2 separate regions of the Sus scrofa genome follow, and region 2 is linked to region 1. A link is a contact called in public Hi-C data. All regions are on one chromosome and are shown on one strand. The core of a region is the stretch at or near the end of the contact, and the rest is flanking DNA. Distances in the headings are between cores, read along the strand shown. Region 1 holds the start of RALY (RNA-binding protein Raly). Region 2 holds the start of EIF2S2 (eukaryotic translation initiation factor 2 subunit 2).

Region 1 (5,349 bases), core at 844-3,343:
GATAAGACCCCTTCCAGACCTATATACAACTCTTAAATCCAGAATCTTGGAAATAGGAGAACACAGCCAATCTCCGCACTCCAAAGAACTAATGCTAACATCAGGAGACTCCTCAAGACCTGGCCTAGGAACTCCCTTGCCTAATCTTTAAACACCAGAGATGAAATACATTGGAAATCTAGAACACCTGCCAAAGTCAACTTTAGTTCACTTTGACCCTTCTGGGCCTTGCCTGAAAATAGGAGAAATAAATCCCTATTTGAAGGCAGGGAGCTGAAACGGTTGACTAGAGCCACTTTCTGCTCCCTCTCCCCTACACTATTAGATTTTATAGTGTTAAATCTAAACACTATAGAGGACAAGCAAGGTTTGGTGGGGAGGAACATGCCACAAACAAAATAAAGGACGCAGCTCACTGCTTTAAACGGCTTAGGCCTTCCTTGAACCAAACCCCCAGGGAACTTCGGCGCTTGAGATCTGGAGTCGTTAGCATCCATCAAGTTCTAACGGGCAATATTAGCAAGAAATTCATAGCAACTTCCTTTCCCTCTTACCTCCCAAAGATCAAGAATGGCATTTCATCCATAGTGGACACTGGTCTCTCAACTAATGGTGTGACCCAAAGATTAAGTCAAAATCCCTTCTGTAACTGAGAGATTTCACAAGCTCGCACTAAGAAATAAATAACAGGTACTAGCACCACGGCTTTACACTTCTGTGCCTACTAACTGTAAATTGGAACACATTATTTAACCTTTCTGCGCGTGGATTTCTGCTTGTGTAAATGGGGATAACCCCAGAAGGCCATTGTGAGCATTCAATGAAATAAGACTTAGGAAGTTCCCGAGTCAAGTCCATTAAATGTTACCTGTTGGTAGTAAACACTTCCCTCAAATATCTGTTCTCTCCCTGAATCCACAATCACCCTGCGAAGCGACTTTCTTTCTCCTTTTGCACTGAGAAGCGAACTGAGGCCAAAAGGCTGCGTGCGTGAGGTGCGGAACACGGCCCCGGTCTTGGGCCTGCTGTTGTTCCTCCACAAGCCCTGGGTGTGCAACGAGCCCAGGACCGAGGAGGCGCTCAGGCCCGTGGGGAGCGAGGCGGGACCAGTTTTGCGCGCCTCCGGGAGCCCGCAAACCTTGCCCGAGAGGGAGAACCGGAAGAAGCTCGCGGCCGGAGCCAGAGCCCGGCCCGCCCAAGGCCTCCCCAGCGCGGCCTCCGCTCCCCCCTCCTCCCCTCGCCGGGCGGGGCGGGGCGCGAGCACAAAAGACTCCAACTTCCAAGCGGGCGCCGGCCCACCCCGCCAACTCCTGGCCCAGGCCCGGCCCGCGGGGAGATGGCGGGGAGGGAACGCCAGGGCAGCCGGGAGCGGGCGCGGGCGGGCCGGCGACCCGGGGCGGCGAGCCCGGGTGGAGGGAAGGTGCGGGGGGAGGGGGCCGGGAGTTACTCGGGCTCCCGGGACTCCCCGAATGGCCGAGAAAAGAGTTTCTAAAAATAGGCGACGGCCCGCGCCAGGAGGTAGGTGACCAAAAAGGAATAAGGAGCACCCCCTCCCCGCACCTTTAAGAAGACGCCCGCGGCCCCCACTCACCCGCGCACGGAGGTCTGGAGGAAGCCGCGCGGCGCTGAAGGAGGCGGTACCGCCGCACTCGGGGGCGGGAAGGAAGGAGGGAGAAGGCGGCCCCGGCCGCGGCGTGAGGAGCTGAGCACAGGCACGCGAATCGCCGCTGCCGCTACCGCCCCCTCAGCTTCTCTCTGCTCAGCCCACCCCGCAGCCGCGCTGCTCGCGCGCCCCGCCGCACTGACAGCCGCGCGAGCCCCGCAGCCGCGAGTCCTTCCCTCGGCCAGCACCACTGAGGCGCGCGGGGGTAGGGGAGCACGGAGCGGGCTCCGCGCCGCCCGCCGCTCCGGCCGTGGCCCAGTCGCCCTCTTCCCCCGCCTCTGTCTCCAAAGGGCACGGCGACTCAAGCGCGAGGAGTCCGTAGCGTCGCCCTGACACAGCCCGGCCCCCCACGCGCAAGGGCTCGTCCCACCTCTCCAGTCTAGCTTTGGAAAGGTCCAGAGCTTCGGCGGGGAGAAAAGGAAGGCGGGGCCAGGGCGGGGCTTGATGGGGAGGAGGGACAGAGATGGGAGGTTGGGGAGGCGGAGCTAGGGCGGAGAGAGACTTGCTTAAACCAGTATGAAGCGGAAGGCGGGGCAGGGCGGAGAGGGTGATGATGCCAGAGAGCAGAGACGCGCGACACAGGTATGGAAGACAGTGGAGGCCTCGCAGAGTGGAGAACCCGGGCAGTGTGTGAGAGGAGGGGTGTGGGCGGGGCTAAATGGAGGTTTGCCCAAAGGAGACGTCAAGGGTGGAGGGAGGCCCGGCGAGTCTGGGGGAGGAGAGGCTCTTAGAGGAGGGGTCTGGAGGCGGGGTTGAAAGAAACCCAGTACCCGAGGAAAGATTGAAGCCGGGCAGAAGGAGGCGGGCCCGGAAGCCGAGCCGGGAGAAGGGGCCCAAAGGTGGCCACTCTGGGAAGGAGCCGGAAGGAGGCGGGACCGAAAGGGTGACCGGGGGTGTGTGTAGGGCTGGGACTGGAGGTGGGCGGGGCCTGAAGACGCGGCCCAAACAAGTTGGCGGTGGGCAGTGCTCGAGGGATGCGGAAGAGAAGTAGGAAGGAAGGCAAGGTCCTTTCACTTACAGGGAACCTGGTGTGTGCACTGGGCGAGGATCCACGCTGCCAGTTGGGTCTGGGAGAAGACACTGTCATGAGGACGTGTCTGGGGAGGACCTGAAAAAAGGTTAAATTCAAATAACTTTACCCTTTTGGAAATTTTTTGTAACTTGATGTGGGTCTGGATGTGTGTCCTCCCTCCTAAATATTTCTCCTGTGAGAACTCTCACCTAGATCCGTGTTCTAGCCTCCACTGTGAGGACAGTAAGACCTTCAGCCCTCAGCTATAGACTTGCATTGTCCGGCCTATTATTGTATTTTTCCCATCACATCCCCCAAAACCTGCCTAGGAGACGGGATTTCCCCAGCACTGGACACAGTTTGAAATTAATCCTGCCCAGACCAGCCATTATAGCTACACTTGTGTAGTTTGATAACCTCTGACTCTTCCCTTGAAAAGGAAGAGAAATCAAATTAGAGTTGATGACAACTAAGACCAAGACCAGGAATGTTCTCCCCCCACCTCTTCTAACTTCTGGTTCCTTCTTATGCCTTACATCTCTGATTAAAATCACCTCCTCAGGAGTTCCCGTCGTGGCGCAGTGGTTAACGAATCTGACTAGGAACCATGAGGTTGCGGGTTCGGTCCCTGCCCTTGCTCAGTGGGTTAACGATCCGGCGTTGCCGTGAGCTGTGGTGTAGGTCGCAGAAGCGGCTCGGATCCCCCGTTGCTGTGGCTCTGGCGTAAGCCGGTGGCTACAGCTCCGATTCAACCCCTAGCCTGGGAACCTCCATATGCCGCGGGAGCCCCCTAGCCTGGGAACCTCCATATGCCGCGGGAGCGGCCCAAGAAATAGCAACAACAACAACAACAAAAAAGACAAAAAGACAAAAAAAAAAAAAAAAAATCACCTCCTCAGAGGCCTTCCCTGAACACCCAGCTTATAAGATATTTGGTCTCTTGTTCATTTCCTTTATGGTATTTCTTTTCCTTTTTTTCTTTTTTGCCATGCTCATGGCATGAAGAAATTCCTGGGCCAGGGATTGAACCCATGCCACAGCAGTGACCCAAGCCACAGGGGTGACAATGCTGGATCTCACTGAGCCACAAGTGAACTCCCTTTCATGGCATTTCTTTTTTTTTTTTTAATTATTTTTATTTTTTTCCATTATAGTTGGTTTACTCGTGGCATTTTTTAGTCCTGTCGTTTATTGATCTGTTTATGTGTTTTTGCCCATCTTCTACACTAGAAGGTAAGTTCTATGAGACCAGGAATCTTTGACTTTTGTACATTATTCTGTAATGGGGCTTAGTGCCTAGTGCAGTAAACACTTGAGTAAATGAATGAATCCATCCATCAACCAATTAATGAATCTGGTCCCTGCCAACCTCCTCTGCTCTGTTTCTGGCCATTCACTGGCTTCTTACCTCCCTCTCTGTGAACCAGCCTTACCATGTTTGCTTGAATATCCAGCAGTATCTCATCATCCTCTGCTGTAGCACTTTCTCTACTCAGATTACTCCTTCCCTTCTGCTTAAATCCCTTCTGTTCATCCTTCCACACTCAGCTCAGGCACCAACTCCTCTGAGAGGCCTTCTCTGACCTATCAGACCACCACCCGGCAAGTTGAGGCACTCCTTCCTGTTCATGGCCTTGATTATAAATAAAACCCTCCCCACCCTTCCTACTGGCACCGAGGGTATGTTCAAGGTCTATAAAGTCCTGTGTGACCTGCCTCCTACTGTTCTGACCTTATCCTCTATTTTTTTTTTTTTAAATGGCTGCACGCATGGCATATGGAGGTTCTTGGACCAGGAACTGAATCCAAGCTGTAGCTGTTGTCTACACCTACTGAGCTGGGCCAGGGCTTGAATCCATGCCTCTGCAACTTCCCGAGCCACTGCAGTTGGATTCTTCACCGACTATGCCACAGCGGGAACTCCTCACCTTTTCCCCTATTGTATTGCTCTCACCTCCTCTCACTTCACTCCAGCCTCACTGGCCTCCTTCTTCTGATATGCCAAGTATATTGCTAACCCTAGGGTCTTTGCACTTGCTCTTTTGTCTGCCTCAAATGATCTCCTCGCAGATATTGGCGTGGCTCACTCCTTCAAGTCTCTGCTCAAATATCATTTCCTCAGAGAGGCCTAAGTAAGTGAACCACATTTAAAATACCAATGCTGGAGTTCCTGTTGTGGCACAGCGAAAATGAATCTAACTAGTATTCCATGAGGATGCGAGTTTGATCTCTGCCCATACTCAGTCAGTTAAGCATCTCCAATCTGGCATTGCTGCAGCAGTGGCGTAGGCCAGCGGCTGTAGCTCCAATTTGACACCTAGCCTGGGAACCTCCATATGCCACAAGTGTGGCCCTAAAAAGACAAAAAATTTAAAATTAAATTAAATTAATAAATAAAATAGCAGTGCTTCTGGGAGTTCCCATTATGGCTTAGCAGTAACGAACCCGAATAGTATCCATAAGGGTTTGATCCCTGACCATGCTCAGTGGGGTTAAGAATCCAGCATTGCTGTGAGCTGTGGTGTAGGTTGCAGACATGGCTTGGATCTGGCATTGCTGTGGCCTGTGGTGCAAGCTGGCAGTTGCAGCTCCATTCAATCGCTAGCCTGGGAACTTCCACATGCCATGGGTGTGGCTCTAAAAAGCAAATTAATTAATTAATTAATTAAATAGC
Region 2 (5,640 bases), core at 2,805-5,304, 120 kb before region 1:
TTCAACAAATAGTTACCAAATATTTAAGCGCCTATGATGAAACTGTTACTCTGCTAGGTGCTGGGGATATTAGAGTGAACAAAACACATTTTGCACCTATTCTCAAGAAATTTATATACATTCTACAGTGAAGTGAGATTATGAAATTACAAGTAAAAAACTGGCAAATAAATTAAATTGTGGTAAGTGTTATGAAGGAAATAAACACATTGTGCTAAGTGTTATGAAGGAAAGGGGCTGTATCCCAGAAAGCAATGACAATCACCTGGGCCAGGCTAGTGGCAGTGGAGATAGAAGTGGTTGGATTTGAGATTTATTTTGGACACTGAATCAGTAAGACTTGATAATGAATTGGATGAAAAAGTGAGGAAAAGAAAGGAATTGAGTTAACTCCTGGATTTCTGACTTGAGCAACCAGGCAGAGAACAGTGCCTTGCTAAATGAGATGAGGAAGATTTGCAGTGGGAAATACCATCAGATTTTGGCTTGCTTAAGTAGAGAGAGTACTGGACTAAAATTCATGAGATCTGGGTTTTAGCTCAAGTATTGTCACTAATTTTCTGTAAGCCATAGCCTCTATAGGCCTACCGTTTATTTTATGGGTGAAATGAAGAAACTAAGGAATACTTTAAAGCTTGCGCAAACATAAAATTTAGTATGCAGTTGAAAGATTATCATCATTAGCTTACTACTGGGAAGCTGGAGATCTGGGTGGTGCTGAGCATCAAGAATGGATCACAGTGAAGATTCCAGTAGGCTGTTCGGGATTTCTCAATATTTTTTGTGGACTTCATAATTTGGCTTCTGTAGCTATAAAATAGGAAAATCACAATGATTTCCCTCACCATTATGAGAAGAAAATTAATAAATGTCTATATGTTTTATACATTCCTAGGTGAAAGAGGTTAGGAAAACACAAATAACAATTGTGTTGATGTTCTTACTAGCTTAACCTCAATAAGAGCTACCTCTTGGAAAATCTGAAAAAGCTTAGCTATCGTTGCTTTGTGACTTTTGTCAGCTCCCCAGGGAATCTTGGCTTTCCCTAGAAAACAAACTACTACCTTGGGGGTAGTGTGAAATCTCTGAAGAAAGTCTCTGATAAGCAACCAGTTCAGGGAGGTCAGATTTGGTACCACGTTGTAAAGGAAAATACATCTTTTCACAAAAGCAGTTAAGTCTATTTGCTAAGTAGACTAGCATTTCCCAAACAGGGAGTGGCAGTACAATAAGGCCTCATTAAGACTTTGTGGGAGTTCCCATCATGGCTCAGTGGTAATGAACCTGACTAGTATCTATGAGGACCGTGGGTTTGACCCCTGGCCATGTTCAGTGGATTAAGGATCTGGTGTTACCATGAGCTGGGGTACAGGTCGAAGATGTGACTCAGATCTGGTGTTGCTGTGGCTGTGGTGTAGGCCAGCAGCTGCAGCTCTGATTCGACCCCTAGCCTGGGCACTTTCATATGCCTCGGGTGTGGCCCTAAAAAGACAAAAAAAGAAATAGTGTTGATGACACTACGCAATAAAATTATAAGTAAATTTTAAAAATCAAGTAATAGAAGTTCCCTTCCACCTGGAAATAAAAAAAAAAAAAAGACTTTGTGTGTCTTTGTTAACATGAACTGAATTTGTTAGGGTGAACTGAGTAACTTAAGGGTGATTTCCTTTGAGCTCCTCTCCACTTCTATCGTTTCTCCTCTACCTTTGTTTTTTCCCACTTGTCTTTTCCTTGTCTCGGTCTTCATTTTCCTAGTTGAATAGACTTTTCGAAAACTTAGACCACTTTGTTTCTGTCTCTCTTCTTCAAAGGCCCCTCCATCAAAGTGACTTGGGAACTGTCATGCCCCAAATATTTGTTACCTCTCACAAATCAGGAGATAAATGGTATTCAACAGTGGCTTTCTTTCTTTTTGCTTTTTTTGTGCTGAACCTGTAGCATATGGAAGTTCCCAGCCCGGTGGTTGAACCAGAGCTATGGCAGCAGGCCTACACAGCAACTACAGCAATGCCAGATCCTTAACCCACTGAGTGAGACCAGTGATCAAACCTGCATCCTCATGGATACTAGTCAGGTTTGTAAACTGATGAGCCACAACAGGAACTCCTCACCAGTGGCTTTTGACCAGGGGTGATTTGGTAATATCTGGAGACATTTTTGGTTGTCACAACTAGTGTAGGGTCACAACTAAGGTGCCTCAGGCAGCTAGTGGATAGAGGTCAGGGATACTGCTAAATTCCTCCAATGCACAGAACAGCTCCCAATAACAAAGAATTATCTGGCCCCAAATGTCAAGAATGCTGCTGTTGAAAAATCCTGGTAAGTACAGCTATTAGTAGCTGAAAATTACTGAGGAGGCAGTGTAGCTTCCTTAGGGGTACAGATTCTCAAGGTGGTAAAGCAGAAACCACTGGCATCAGACTGTCTGGATTTGGATCATTCTTACTAACCTATAAGATCCTTGGAGGCTGAGACCTAATTTTACCTACCATGCTTAGGGACCAATATCCAAGGTGGAGTACTTAATATGTCCACACAGTTGTTTTGAGGTCCAAAGCAGAGAACATGTATTGAGTGATATGAAGCACAGTGAGATGGAGAAAAGCAGTCCCTAAATAGTGGGAGCTAGGCTGGCACTATCAACTAGAATGTGCTGCTTTATAGAACATAATTTCACAAGACACCAATATCAGACAAAACCACTCTGTGACCATGATGGATCAAGACAAAACCAACACCACTCTATAAGCATGTCTGAACACAAACAAAAAATAACATTGTCCCAACCATAAGAGGGGCTGCTCCTTTTAAACCAATCATAGCTTTAGCCACTCTTGGTTCTTCTCCACTTTTAGATAAGAACTATTAAAACACCCCATCCTTGGAGTTCACGTCATGGCTCAGTGGTTAACGAACCCAACTAGCATCCATGAGGATGCGGGTTAATCCCTGACTCGCTCGTGAGTTAAAGATCTGGTGTTGCTGTAAGGTGGGGTGTAGGTCACAAACTTGGTTCGGATCCTGCGTTGCTGTGGCTGTGGTGTAGGCCGGCAGCTGCAGCTCTGATTAAACCCCTAGCCTGGGAACTTCCATATGCCACAAGGGTGGCCATAAATAGAAAAAAAATACCCCGTCATAGAAATACCACCATCTCCTAATAGCATCCAATCCAGAGAGAAGGGCTGCTTCCTTGTACCCTCCCCCAAATTACCTACAAAAGCCCCTCCAAAAGAACTCCTATGAATTCTTTCTAGCACCCTCTTCCTGAGATGCCCCTCTGTGCCTCATGGTGTGCCTCCCCTCCTTGCAAGAAGACAAAAGGCCCAGCTTTGTTCAAATTCAGGGGTGTTCTCCGTGGTCTTTGGCTGTAGGGCACTGACAACAGTGAGAGCCTGCTGAAGGGTAACTGCTATTATTATGTGTCAAGGGGAACTGCATCCACAGGGTTCAAGCAGAGACTTCACAAACAAGGATTTTGATGTTTCCTGACATATGCCTCTTGCCAAGCCGTTTCTCCTCTCCCGTCTACAGGGAGAAGGCTTTTGGTTTCCGACCTCCCAAGCTGAAATCCAGCCTGTTGGGTTAGATTTCTCATGAAGTACAACCCCTTAGAGAGGTGCGCACCTTTAGCCCCAACTTAGAGTTTCTCAAAGACTAGAACACTCCAGAGGGGGCATGATGGAGCTATCAGAGAAAACTAAAGCCCCAACAAATTCATATTACTGAGTGCCTTACCCACCACCCTGACCCAGGAGGAACTGCCCCGAATTCACTCCACAAGCAAGGCAGAACTGCACAGTTCCGTACGCCTGGAAAAACTGAAGTAAAAGTCACTACCGGGGAAATGGAACCTTCCTGCCCCGCTGCCTCAGACGTCGCGCACGCGCACGGGTCGCTGGGCGGCCGCCGCGCAGGCGCCCTCCTCTCCCGGGCGGACTACAAGTCCCGGCTTGCCTGGCGCTGGAACGTCGCCTGGTAACTCGCGCCAGTCGGAGCGAATTAGGTCGGCTTCTCCGCGCGCCTGCGCGTTGGCGGGCTCTGCGCAGGCGCATTTCTAACGCTTGCGAGGAGAGGGCGGGGTGTCGTTCCCTTTCGCTGATGCAAGATCCTAGTGCGGTGGTGAGAGAGGTATCGGCAGGAGCAGCTCTGAAGCCGGGGTCTGAGGCTGACCCGTCCGACTTTCCGTCTGTGTTGAGCCCACTCGAGCCGCAGCCATGTCCGGGGACGAGGTGAGGGCCTGAGGCTGGCGCTAGGGCTAAGGACCGAGGCAGGGAGCCAAACTCACCCCAGTGTGGGAGACCGGGCCTGCGGCCTAGCGACCGGCCGCCGCCATGTGGGGCTGCCGGGCCTAGGCGACCCTGAGCGGTAGAGCCGGTTAGAGCCCCGGAGCCGCGGCTTGGCTTAGCCCCGCTCTCGTCAGGGCGGCGGCGCTGAGGCCGGCGTTTCCGGATTGGAGAGCACGTTGAGTCGCTCTCCAGAAGAGGGCTTGAATGTTGGGTTAATGCCCCAGCTGAACGAGACTGGGACTGGCAGCCCCAGCATTTCTTTCGGTTTGACGCTTCAGCTCCAGCTCTCCCTCGCTGGGCGCTGGTGGTGCCGAGAGGAACGTCTCGGAGCGTCTTCGTTTAAAACTTTGCAGCCTGGCTTGTCCTACCCCTCATCCACTCCTTTTCTCATCTAGAGCGTTATTAATAACTTTTCTTTTTAAAGACCGGGAAGCGAGGGAGATAGGAAAAGATCTTTCAGCCTGAAAAAGTGATTAACCTCGGAAAGTTTTAGGGCCTGAGTCCCTGAGCCTTTCTCAGCAGAGCTCACTGCGACGTCAGCGGGAAGTTCGGGCTCCGAAGCTGCCTGGATCTTTTTCTACTATCGTCCTTGTAACTCAGCACATTTCCTCAAATCCCTTTTGGCTAGATTTATCTCGGTTTATATAAAACCAGACTTAAAGTGAAATTTGACTTTAAGTGCTATCCGTAGTTATTAACACTGAGGGAAGAGCTACCGCTTACCGGCCAGCTTTCTCCACCAAAAAAAAAAAAAAATCTCTTGAGTTTATAATTCACTGTAAACATTCCGAGTGCTTGGCCTCTAAGGCGTTGTAGAGAAGGAAAAAGAAAAATTCGAGGCTTTTTTGAGTTTTGGCTTTAAGGTGGGCCTTGGAAATGCTTTAAATTTCCTCAAGTAGTGGGAAGGCCTGAAGCCAGGGCAAGGGAGTGGTTAGGGCAAGTAAGTGTGCTTACAAAATATAGTGTATTCTCCAATTGGGTTAGAGTTAATCCGTTGAAATATAGATACTGGCTAGTTCATAGAGAGATTTGAAGACCAAATTAAGGAATTTGGATCTTGTTCGGAGGTGGGGGGAAATTCCAATCTCATTTGATTCTCATGACAGCCCTTTAAGATGAATTATTATGGCCATTTTAGAGATGAGCAAACCGAGGCTTTTAGAGAGTTGTATAATGCTTGTGATCAAATAGTAAGTGGCTGAGCCAGTAGTAGAATTATAAGTCTCCATTTAGGTGACTAGGAAGCTCTTGCTGTCTTAGGAAAGAAACTTGAGTCTAAGGGGAGGTACATGGTTCTTGTTTGGAGATCATGGTAGACGTTGCTCTAGGCCACTGTATTTCAAAAGTTGTGAGA

The links. Hi-C and Micro-C count contacts between places; a contact is called where the count stands out from the background.
Region 2: a Hi-C map of skeletal muscle shows a contact between it and region 1, with 4 times the contacts expected there. The contact joins the promoter of EIF2S2 here to the promoter of RALY in region 1. A contact is called at or near these places in 3 of 47 Hi-C or Micro-C datasets (liver and skeletal muscle) and 1 of 2 datasets of contacts at active chromatin or transcription factors (alveolar macrophages).

The regions. Positions count from the first base shown.
Region 1 is chr17:37,444,571-37,449,919 of Sscrofa11.1, reverse strand. It overlaps RALY (RNA-binding protein Raly), which reads right to left and starts at 2,093. Exons shown (of 10, transcript XM_001929104.6): 1 at 1,592-2,093.
Region 2 is chr17:37,568,683-37,574,322 of Sscrofa11.1, reverse strand. It overlaps EIF2S2 (eukaryotic translation initiation factor 2 subunit 2), which reads left to right and starts at 4,054. Exons shown (of 9, transcript XM_001929150.6): 1 at 4,054-4,229. The coding sequence starts at 4,215. It also overlaps a transcript of ASIP not described here.